Regions from separate parts of the Mus musculus genome. Here region 1 is linked to region 2. The links are chromatin contacts, called in public Hi-C maps. All regions are on one chromosome and are shown on one strand. Each heading gives the region's core, a stretch centred on a gene start, on an enhancer-like site or on the middle of the called end of the contact. The rest is flanking DNA. Distances are from core to core; before and after follow the strand shown.

Evidence for each region. Hi-C and Micro-C count contacts between places; a contact is called where the count stands out from the background.
Region 1: a Hi-C map of the N1E-115 cell line shows a contact between it and region 2, with 5 times the contacts expected there. The contact joins two enhancer-like sites. A contact is called at or near these places in 5 of 15 datasets of contacts at CTCF or cohesin (CD8 T cells, the NIH/3T3 cell line, embryonic stem cells and 1 more), 11 of 484 Hi-C or Micro-C datasets (the N1E-115 cell line, bone marrow-derived macrophages, embryonic fibroblasts and 4 more), 19 of 115 datasets of contacts at active chromatin or transcription factors (bone marrow-derived macrophages, double positive thymocytes, embryonic basal ganglia and 10 more) and 4 of 9 other capture datasets (adipose tissue, embryonic stem cells, liver and 1 more).

What each region holds. Positions count from the first base shown.
Region 1 is chr6:125,598,831-125,603,980 of GRCm38.p6, forward strand. Vwf (Von Willebrand factor) reads left to right here. Exons shown (of 52, transcript NM_011708.4): 12 at 422-560; 13 at 1,800-1,900; 14 at 4,494-4,689. Among named protein-coding and RNA genes, the nearest start is that of Vwf, 48 kb to the left of the region's middle. Within about 2 kb of position 1,886, at least 20 of the 459 cell types and tissues checked have an H3K27ac peak or open chromatin away from gene starts, as enhancers often do. A contact at or near this core is called in the N1E-115 cell line, where this site is marked.
Region 2 is chr6:125,455,962-125,460,857 of GRCm38.p6, forward strand. It overlaps Gm32673 (a long non-coding RNA gene), which reads left to right. Exons shown (of 5, transcript XR_378025.4): 5 at 2,648-3,762. It overlaps Cd9 (CD9 antigen), which reads right to left. Exons shown (of 8, transcript NM_007657.4): 8 at 4,305-4,765. The coding sequence ends at 4,700. Among named protein-coding and RNA genes, the nearest start is that of Gm28809, 16 kb to the right of the region's middle. Within about 2 kb of position 1,915, at least 19 of the 459 cell types and tissues checked have an H3K27ac peak or open chromatin away from gene starts, as enhancers often do. A contact at or near this core is called in the N1E-115 cell line, where this site is marked.

The DNA.
Region 1 (5,150 bases), core at 636-3,135, 140 kb after region 2:
AGTCTGTGGTTCCCTAAACCTCTGCTTTTTGAAATGGAGGGCTAAGTGGGGTGGGGGACAGCAGGGTCCCCTCCTTTATGTGTGCCATGGTACTGGGTATGTACTCTCCAGCTAATGAAGCAAGGGCAGGGACATTTATAGGCCTTCTACCCTGGGGAAGCCCTGACTGTTTTGGATTATTAGGTCCATGGAATAAGAAGAGCTGAGGGCTTAGTAAAGTTTATTGTGAAAACCCATGCAAGGCTGGGACAGGGTGTAGCTAAGACTTGGGCTCAGAACCTCCTTGATGATTCTGGGCACCCCATACTCTGTGAGAAGGGAAGTGTGCTGTTGTTCAATGAGGCCCACACACTCTAGAGCTGAGGCTGCGTCCCGGCCTGATGGGGTTGTGGTAAGGTCACTCTGCATTTCCATGTCTCAGTGTGCCGATGACCCTGATGCTGTCTGCACCCGCTCGGTCAGTGTGCGGCTCTCTGCCCTGCACAACAGCCTGGTGAAACTGAAGCACGGGGGAGCAGTGGGCATCGATGGTCAGGATGTCCAGCTCCCCTTCCTGCAAGGTAAGCTCATGCCCACCTCCTCCGCACGGTACCAGCCTATGTCCCTGCCCGCCGAGGGTACCCAGTTCTTTCCTGGGAACCTGATGAAGATTTAGCTGGGACGGGTGGGGTGCTGGGTACTCTTGACTCTGGAAGAGAAGAGGCAGAGGTTGACCCAGTTGAGAGGCCAGGGTTGATAGACAAATTGTTAGCTCAAAGGATGTTACTTGGGCCAAGTGCCTCATGAGAAACACCTTCTTGCCTCGTGTCTTCACCCGTGTCACATGAACTGACTTTGGGGTGAACGACTTCCAGTCGTTACCTTTGAATCAGCTCTCAAATCTCTCTCCTCCACGACTCCTGGCCTCCTGTCGCCTGTAACCCTAACCTGGCACATAGCCGATGAGCACAGTGAATGTTCGCTGTGTTTACATGTGTGTTTATACCGAGTGTGACCCCCGGGAACTGATGTATTCCTCCAGGACAAGGTGGAAGCGCTCTCACATCTCTGCCTTTCTGCAGCAGCGGACTTTGCACATGGCGTCTTTCAGCTAGGAGGACTTCCAGTCTGGAAGCCAACAGGGGTCCAAGGCTTAGTGGTTGTCATAGACATTTTCCTTCAACTTAGGAGGAACGGGTTTATTTCCTCGGACACTTCCACCTCATAGTTTATCACTGAGCGCAGTCAAGGCAGGAACCGATGCAGGAACCTGGAGGCCGGAACTGGTGCAGGAGGAAGGCTGCTCGCTGGCTTGTTCTCCCAGGTTCCTGGCAGTTACTTTTCTTAGACCTGCCCAGGGCCACCTGCCCAGGGGTAGCACTGCCCCTCCCGTATCAATCAACAGTCAAGAGAATGTCACAGACATGCCTATGGGTCGATGGAAGCATCCTCTCTCGATTGAGGTTCCTTCCTCCCAGGTGACTCTAGTTGAAAACCAGAGAGGATTCCCTCACCGCCAGGATCTCAGGATGCTGGGGCTTTTGCTGCCCTCTGGTGCCCATAAGGGGAATTACACTTCATGGTAGCCCAGTGGCTTCTCTAGGAATTTATTTGCCTCTATCCACCCAGTTCATCCCTCCAGAGAGGTCTCCCTTACACCCCCTGCTCCCAACTCATGGACATTTATTTGATCTCCTCTCCTTGCTTGTCATTGCCATAATACTTCGAGACCTCACAAACACAACTTTGAAACCCACAACACACCAGTCACCCCTGTCACCTCCCTATCTGAACTGACGCCCTGGACTTATGGCTTCAAGGTGACCTCCGCATCCAGCACACAGTGATGGCTTCTGTACGCCTCAGCTATGCGGAGGACCTGCAGATGGACTGGGATGGCCGTGGGCGGCTACTGGTTAAGGTAGGTCCCTTTCTAAGCTACAGCCTCGCCGGAGCCTGACCCTTACAAAGTACCCCTTGTGCTATGGGCGAAATAGCTTTGTGTGGTAGGAGAAGAATTTCTTTCTCCTCACACTTTACACCCCCAGAGCAAGGAACAGGCCTCTCTGTGTGTGAGAAGCTGATGTTTGTTTTCTGGGGGCTCCCTGTTATTCCCGGGGTTACCCCCCCCCTGCGGCTTGGGTGCTGTGTTGATCTCCAGAATAGATGTCAGAGTCCCCTGTATGGCTTGCCTGCCAGTTTCTGAGCTGCAGTAAAGTCTTGGATCAGGGTGTGTCCCTGGGCACTCACTGTGGGGAGCAAGGGAGGGAAGAGCCAGATTGGGGTACCCAGCTCAAACCCAGTATCCTGCCCATATGTCTGAAGAAGGCCGTGGGGGAGGAGTCCTCCACATTCCTTACTGAGCCACTGGATGGATGCATATGTGGGTCGTGTCCTCTGGATGATTCTATAATCAGATGGGACGGTAACATGCACATTTCACTGGGCTTCCAGATCTGCTGCCTTGCAAAGTCCCTGGTAGGTAGGCAGACCAGGAACTGCCTCACTAGTGTTGCCTCATAGGGGAGACAGCCAGGGGACATGGGGAACCACCAGCAGCCCTCATCCTCAACACAATGAGGGTTAGTTCACTGGCTGGTACCCTCCTGTTGTTAGACCATGGTCCTCACTGTCGGGTGTCAGGATGTTGTTAGATTCTTAAAAATGGCTGAGGCGAGTCCCTGAGATCTTTAGTGAGATTATAGCTACTGATACTTGCCAGGCTAATGGCTAAATCAAAGCTGAGCATAGAGACATATCCCAGAGATGAGGAGGAAGGTGACAGGGGCTGGAGGCCAGCCTGGGCTACATGGTGAGTTTCAGCCGACCTGAGCTCAATAGTATGATCCTGACACAAACAGAAAAGCAAAACCCCAGACAGAAAAAATGTTAACGCGGAGGCATTAAAGCACTTAACTCATTTATAACATAATACTAAACCTTGTTTCCTAACAGACATTTGTAAGTACTTTTCCCTTGAAAAATAAGTTAGACGGGGATCAGGAGACAACAGTAAGTAAGCAGCAAGAAAAATACCATGGCCGCACATGGCTGCAGATCTCCTTAACGATTCATTTAATAGAAGACAGCTGGATTCTCATATCTCTTTCTGCAATCAATCTGCTACAGCATTTCAGATCACAGGGCCTCTGGAAAATTCCACTGTGTGCTTGTAAGGCAATGAGAAGGGACAGACAAGAACGAGATCATGGAATTATGGAAATATTCAGTCTGGAAGGACCTTGAAAGACCCTCATGGCTTTGAGAAACAGCATCCGAGGTCACAGCAGTGTGCTTTAGTTTTAAGCTGGAAAGTCAGGGAAAAGACCTTGATTGCCTTGTGTGTGTGTGTGTGTGTGTGTGTGTGTGTGTGTGTGTGTGTGTGTGACTTGGCATTTGTAAAACAAACAAGGAAGGCCATTTGCCCACCTTTCTTAGTTGCATGTATGTCTGTGGGTCTGGAACCTTCCACATGCACCTTGTTAAGTCACAGCTGGGAGCTAGAAGGGGCTTCCAAGATGACTACGGGGACTCAGGCCTGACCTGTGAGACTTTGGATCATCAGGATGGGGGGTGTGCGGGGACCACCTGGTTTCACTGATTACCCACAGAGCTATCATTGGACTCTTGGGGTCTGGTCCCTACCAGTTCTTCAAATCTGCACCATGGAATTCAGTGGCGCCCCAGCTGTCCTGGGAAAAAGCTGCCTCCACACCACTGCTTGGCCCTGAGTGTGCACTTTGGGGTCAAACTCATCATGGCTCACTGCTGAGGTCTGATCAGCGAGTGAGAGACGGGGCTAGAATCTGAGCCCTGCTTCCTTGAGAGAAGGGGATAGAATCTGAGCCCTGCTTCCTTCCTGGTGTCCTCAGCAGGAGATTAGAAGACAGGTGTTGCTCCTGGACACCAGACACAAGCTCCTGGGGGCTTGGACTACACCGTCCTCAGTCTGCCTTGTCTGTTTGTAACTAATATCTGTCCAACGAACAGTTTGCATGTTCTCTCACTGTTGCTTAGCCCATGTCTGTTGATAGTCACTTTAGTCACAGACATAGGGAGCACGAAGGTCTGGGGGATTCAAGTTGCTTGCTCTTTCCAGCCGTGTCACCCTCGATGGGATCTTAGGCAATCTCTCCCTCCCTCCCCCTCTTCTTCCTCCCTCTCTCCCTCCCCCTTTCTCCCTCTTTCTCTCTTTCCCTATCTCCCTCCTCCTTCTCTTCTCTTTCCCTGTGTCCCTCCTCCTCCCCTCCCCCTCCCCCCCTCCTTCTTCTTCTCTCTCTCCCCCTAATTCCTAGAATCCTTCTGGCTGACTTTTCTTTGAGGAGCGACAGCCAGCTGCACGACACCTAGCTGCATAGCTTGCAGTGGTCCTCCAGTTCGCAGCCCGGGACTTAGTCGTCCTGACATTAATTTTTCACCTGGGGAAATTTTTTGGTGCAAATGATCTCATTAACTAAGTGGAACCATTGTGGCACTGGGGGACAGCTGCTCCAAGGCCCGGCTTCTTCCGGCAGCTGTCCCCAGTCTATTCTGGGAAGACCTGTGGCTTGTGTGGGAATTACAACGGCAACAAGGGAGACGACTTCCTCACGCCGGCCGGCTTGGTGGAGCCCCTGGTGGTAGACTTCGGAAACGCCTGGAAGCTTCAAGGGGACTGTTCGGACCTGCGCAGGCAACACAGCGACCCCTGCAGCCTGAATCCACGCTTGAGTATGTGAGCCGCAGACCCCGGGGTCTCCCGTGGTCCAGGCAGGCATTCCACGGGACACAGAGAGAGGGAAGGCAAAGGCGGAGCCATTGGCCCAGCCTTTATTTTGACCACTGGCCGTTGAGATCCACATTTGGCTCATTTCCTTTTCAAAGTTTGTTTATTGAACACCCTCCATCCATGGGTGAAATCCCAAGAAAGAATAGAATATTGGGTCGTTTCTGGCCCGGAAAAGACCCAGTCTAGAGCAGCGGTGGGTGTGGGAGCTTAAAGTTGACTTGTATGATAGATGCGCTGCAGTGACCCTGTGTGGACACGGTGCTGCGACATCTCTGCTCTTGCTAGCTTCTGCTACTCTAACCACCGTCTCCGGTCAGTGGGTCTTTGGGGAACGCACATTTACCCGTTACTGAGCCAAACGCAGAACTGTACATTGGCACCAGAAGCCAGAGCCAGATAGATT
Region 2 (4,896 bases), core at 665-3,164:
GAACCCACAGCAGTGGAATGTGTCCTTTCTCCAGGCAGTGCTCTGTGGGGGGCCCCAGCCGCAGTGCTGGCAGCTGTGTTCTCATACACTTTACTGCCTTGTTCTCTGAGAGATCCCTCAGCCAGCCAGGACCGGGCCAATTTCCTAGATTAAATTTTCTCTGATGAATGACCTATTTTACATTTTGTTTTCCCCGGCTAGACCATGGTTCTCCACTGGTCATTTAACAATTTCCAATCAACTACAATTGAAAGGAGATATAAATTATACAACATACAACGGCTGAACTGCTTAAGGGGAAAATGATTAATCTTTGCTTTCATTAGCCAGGGCTCCCAGGAGAGGAGACCCAAACCCAGCAGGTGGCCCGAATCACTCAAGGTCTAACCTATTACTGCGCCTTCTCATACTTGGACATTGCCAGGGGGATGTGGGGTGCTGTGATTGGTGGGGTGGGGATTCCAGGCTGGGCCAGGAGGAAACGGAGGGAAGCCTGCAGGAGGGTGTGGTTGCTGACCTCGGGCTGGGTTCTCCTGGTCTAGCTGGGACTGGGCCTTTGTGGGGAAGAGCTAGAATTTTTCCTGCCTTAAAACTATTTTAAAAAGACTTATTTGGGGGCTGGAGAGATGGCTCAGCGGTTAAGAGCACTGACTGCTCTTCCAAAGGTCCTGAGTTCAATTCCCAGCAACCACATGGTGGCTCACAACCATCTGTAACGAGAACTGACGCCCTCTTCTGGTGTGTCTGAAGACAGCTACAGTGTACTTACTTACATATAATAAATAAATCTTTAAAAAAAAAAAGACTTATTTGTATCCATATGTATGTGTGTATGCCCTGTGTGAGGGAGCTGGAGACACACTTGCAGGTGATTGGGAGTCTGGGAACTGAAGGAGGAGCCTCTGAAAGAGCAGCAAGTGCTCTTAACCCAAGCCAGCTGCCAGCCCCGTGCTGTCTCTTTTGATGCCAGGGAGATTCTGCCTGTTTCCCAGACAGTCAGGGGATTCCTAGCTTTTTGAATACCATGTGTATTTCATCTCCTTTCTCTTCATTCTCTTAGATACATTGCCTAGTTAAAGGCTGTTCCATGTGGTCACCACAGTATCACAGTATGCCACTGAATGCTCTTTCTCCTTCCTTTGAAACGGCTTCAGTTTACTTCTTTCTCTCCTTTCTTCCTTCTTTCTTTCTTTCCTCTGTCCGCCCCCCCCACCCCACCCCCAACACACACACTCATCCCCTTCTCTCTCTTTTTGGTTTTTCGAGACAGGTTTCTCTGTGTAGGCCTGGCTGTCCTGGAACTCAGAAATCCACCTGCCTCTGCCTCCCAAGTGCTGGGATTAAAGGCGTGTGCCACTACTACCTGGTCCTGTTTTTTTAAAAAACTAAAAACACTCCCTTACCAAAACAAAACAACCATCGAGTCAACCAGGAACAAGCTCTGGCTTCACACAGGACTTCTGCTTCATCCTAAATTTCATCCTTATGGGAATTCAGGCAAACTAGTGCCTTCCATACTTCCAGGATATCTTAAGGGTGGTGTAACCTGGTCATCAAATGAGCCCCGTTAGACCACACCCTTTGGGCCTTGATGTGCTGAGGCTGCCATGCTGCCAGCTGTCACACACAGTTCACACACACAGCTATGGTGTACACAGAGCTGCTTTTGGTTCTCTTCCATACTAGGGACCAAATCCACGCCCTCATTCATGATGCTCAAACCCTCTACCTCCGAGTCACATCGCGGCCCTGTGAATGCTTATTCTCACGAGTGTCCTGAAGCCTCCTGGCAGGTGAGATGTCAAGAGATAACGTAGCGATCAAGGATCAACTCCCAGGGCGTGTGCTTTTCCAGGCTCGCCTGAGTGCCCTGGTCCTGTTTCCTCATGTGTTAACCAATGATGGAGAGTCCATGGGTCTCCCCAACTCCAACTCAAGTCAACTCGAGACCTGTGGGTGCTGGTGACTGTCCAGGTAGAGTTGGTTAGAACAGCACACCCAGCCTCCGGAGTGGGAGGAGTCCTTAAGGTCTTGCCTGGCCAGAGAGGCAGGTCTGGCTTAGGGGTTGGCAGAGTGGAGGTTTTATGTCAGAAGGTCTCACCCTGCCTGCATTTCCACAAGGGAAGCAGATGGTTTGGGAAAATCCAATTTAAAAGGACAGAAATCGAATTAGCTCTCCAGGGGTCTGATGGCCAAGACTTGAATGGGGACAATTGCATTATCTGCTCAGGGTTCACCAAGCCAGCATGAAGGCTCGGGGTGGGTGGGGTGGATACCCTGGGTCACTTAGGCCTGGATAGATTAAGGGAAGGAAAAGGTCCTTGAGAAGTCATGGCAGGGACACTTCTGTCATCTGGCTTTTTTTTTTTTTTTTTTCTTTTCCTTTCCCTCAGCCCTGCTCTGTAACTTACATAAAAGTAATGGCTGACGTATTCCACAACCAGAACCATTGTAGCTGTCTTCAAATGCTTGAATGGAGAAGGATCCTGGGCCTCAGTAGAACAGTGGGATGAGAAAGCTAACTTAGTTCATCCATCTGTGCTTGTCTACCATGATACCCAACAAACAACACACCGTTTGCACCATTTGAAACTGCCCAACACACGAGTCCTCTCTGTATTCCCCAAACTTCATTTATTCCACACAGAATCTCTGGACTCATTAAACAGTACCAGTGCCTGGGCCAGCAAGATGGATGGCTTGGTGGGTAAAGGTGCCTGCTACAGAGCCTGAGGATGCCAGCCCAACCCCTGGAACCCACACGGTGGAAGAAAACTAACTTTAACAAGCTGTCTTTTGATGTCCACATGTGAGTTGAGGTGTGAGCCCCCCTCCTTAGCTAAACAGACCTATGTAATAAAAAAGTAATTCAAACCAACAACTCTGGTGATTTTCTGTTTCTGTCTCTCTAGCTGAGTCCACTCAGATCTACTTCCTGTCTCTGACTATACCTATTCCAGGCACTCTGTGCAATTATGGATACTGGTCCTCTTGTGTCTGGCTTATTTTATTTGTCACAGTGTCATCAGGGCTCATCTGCCTCAAACTCACAAGAGAACCACCAGTCCCTGCCTCTGAAGCACTGTGGTCAAAGGTCACCACCCTCTGCCAGATGATATTCTACTTTGGTCATCCATTGCTATGAACACGTCATAGCACTACATTCAGGAATATTTTGGGTCTCTTGTTTTGATTCAGGACCTTGCTCTGTGGCCAGTGCTGGCCTGGACCTGATAACTGTGCCTCAGCCTCCTGACTACAGGTATGTACCGCATACCACACATTTTAATAATTAAAAAAAAAAGTGTATGATTGTTTTGTTTGACAGTATGTTTGTGTACCGCATGCATGCCTTGTGCCCAGAAGAGGCGCATCAAATCCCCTGGGAAGATGGTTGTGGGGAGCTTTGTGGAGGCTAGGATTTTAAGTTGGGTCCTCTTGAAGAGTGGCCAGTGCTCTTAATCACGGAGTCATCTCTCCAGCCACCACACTGTTTTTTAACGTTAACGTGAATTAAGGATAAGAAATGAAGCTGTTTTTCAGCTCAGCTCTGCTGCGGACGGTCCAGCTTAGGCAAGACTCTGCCAGTGTCAGAGACAAGAACTGGCACAGGGCTGCCTGACACTGCCAGCTGGTTCTTGTTCTCCTCTACCCACTCAACTAGTCCCAGGGTCTGTGTAGGGGCAGATCCCTGAGATGAAGCTCTGCGTGCACGTATCTTAGAGTGGTTCCGTCTCCTTCATTAAATCCCGATGGATATATACCCAGCTGTTCAACCAAGGACTCTTCATGATACCCAGCTGTTCAACCAAGGACTCTTCATGGAGAGCCATACTGAGCACTGGCTATGCCTGGTTACCAAGGTCTTGGTGCTAGAGGTACAACGATGAGTATAGCAAAGACTCAGCAGAGCCCAAGACACCACACACTGCTGAGCTGGGGACTCATCCTAGTGTGGACTAAAACTGTGACCTCGGGTAGGTCATCAGAATTTCCCAATCTATCACGCCTCGGGTCCCTTACTAGTAGATGAGGAGACTTACCTTCCAGTCTACTTCTCATCTACTGCCCAAAGAACACAAGACAGCTGAAAGAGGTGGGCGGGCTGGTGCACAGGGGTGATATCAGCACTTGGGAGATTGGAAGGCTGCCTGGAACTTGAGGGCAGCCTGATCTACAGAGAGAATGATGCCTGGCTAGACAGGATAACAGATTTAAAAAAAAAAAAAAAACCTGAAAAATACCTTTGACCCAAGCAGTTCTAAAAACTAATTTAGAAAGCAATACCAGCAATCAGCCCGAGACACTGTTATAATCTTTTATTATGTATCAAATTGTCTTCAATATAACTTACAACCTGATTTTTATCTGATAGATACTTTTATCTATTTAAAGGCAAAAAAAATTCTCTTTATGTACAATATCTTATGTCTAGAGTCTGGCAAATATAGTACCTTTCATTGCAGGATTTTTGCTTAACATAACAAGCAAAAATAAACAACCAAAAAAAAAAATCAAAATAAATTGAACCCCCGGATCCCTCAACTACAAATGTCAATAATGAATAAAGCATTAAAAAGACAAACAGAATGACTGTTATTTAGAAATGCATAATGAATACTAATATTAGTGGCAAAAAAAACCCAAATGGCCCGGACAGTCTTCAGGGCCGTTGTTCCTGCTCGGGGTTGGGCAGACTCTAGACCATTTCTCGGCTCCTGCGGATGGCGCAGCACAGGATCATGCTGAAGATCATGCCGAAGATCTGTAAAGACAGGAAGGGGGCGTGGTCTGCCTGACCTGAGGGGAAGGACCATCACCCAGGCCAAGACAAATGCCCAAGGCAACAGCAAGGTCTAGGAAGGATACTGGTGTAGGAGATATGAAGGCCAGATA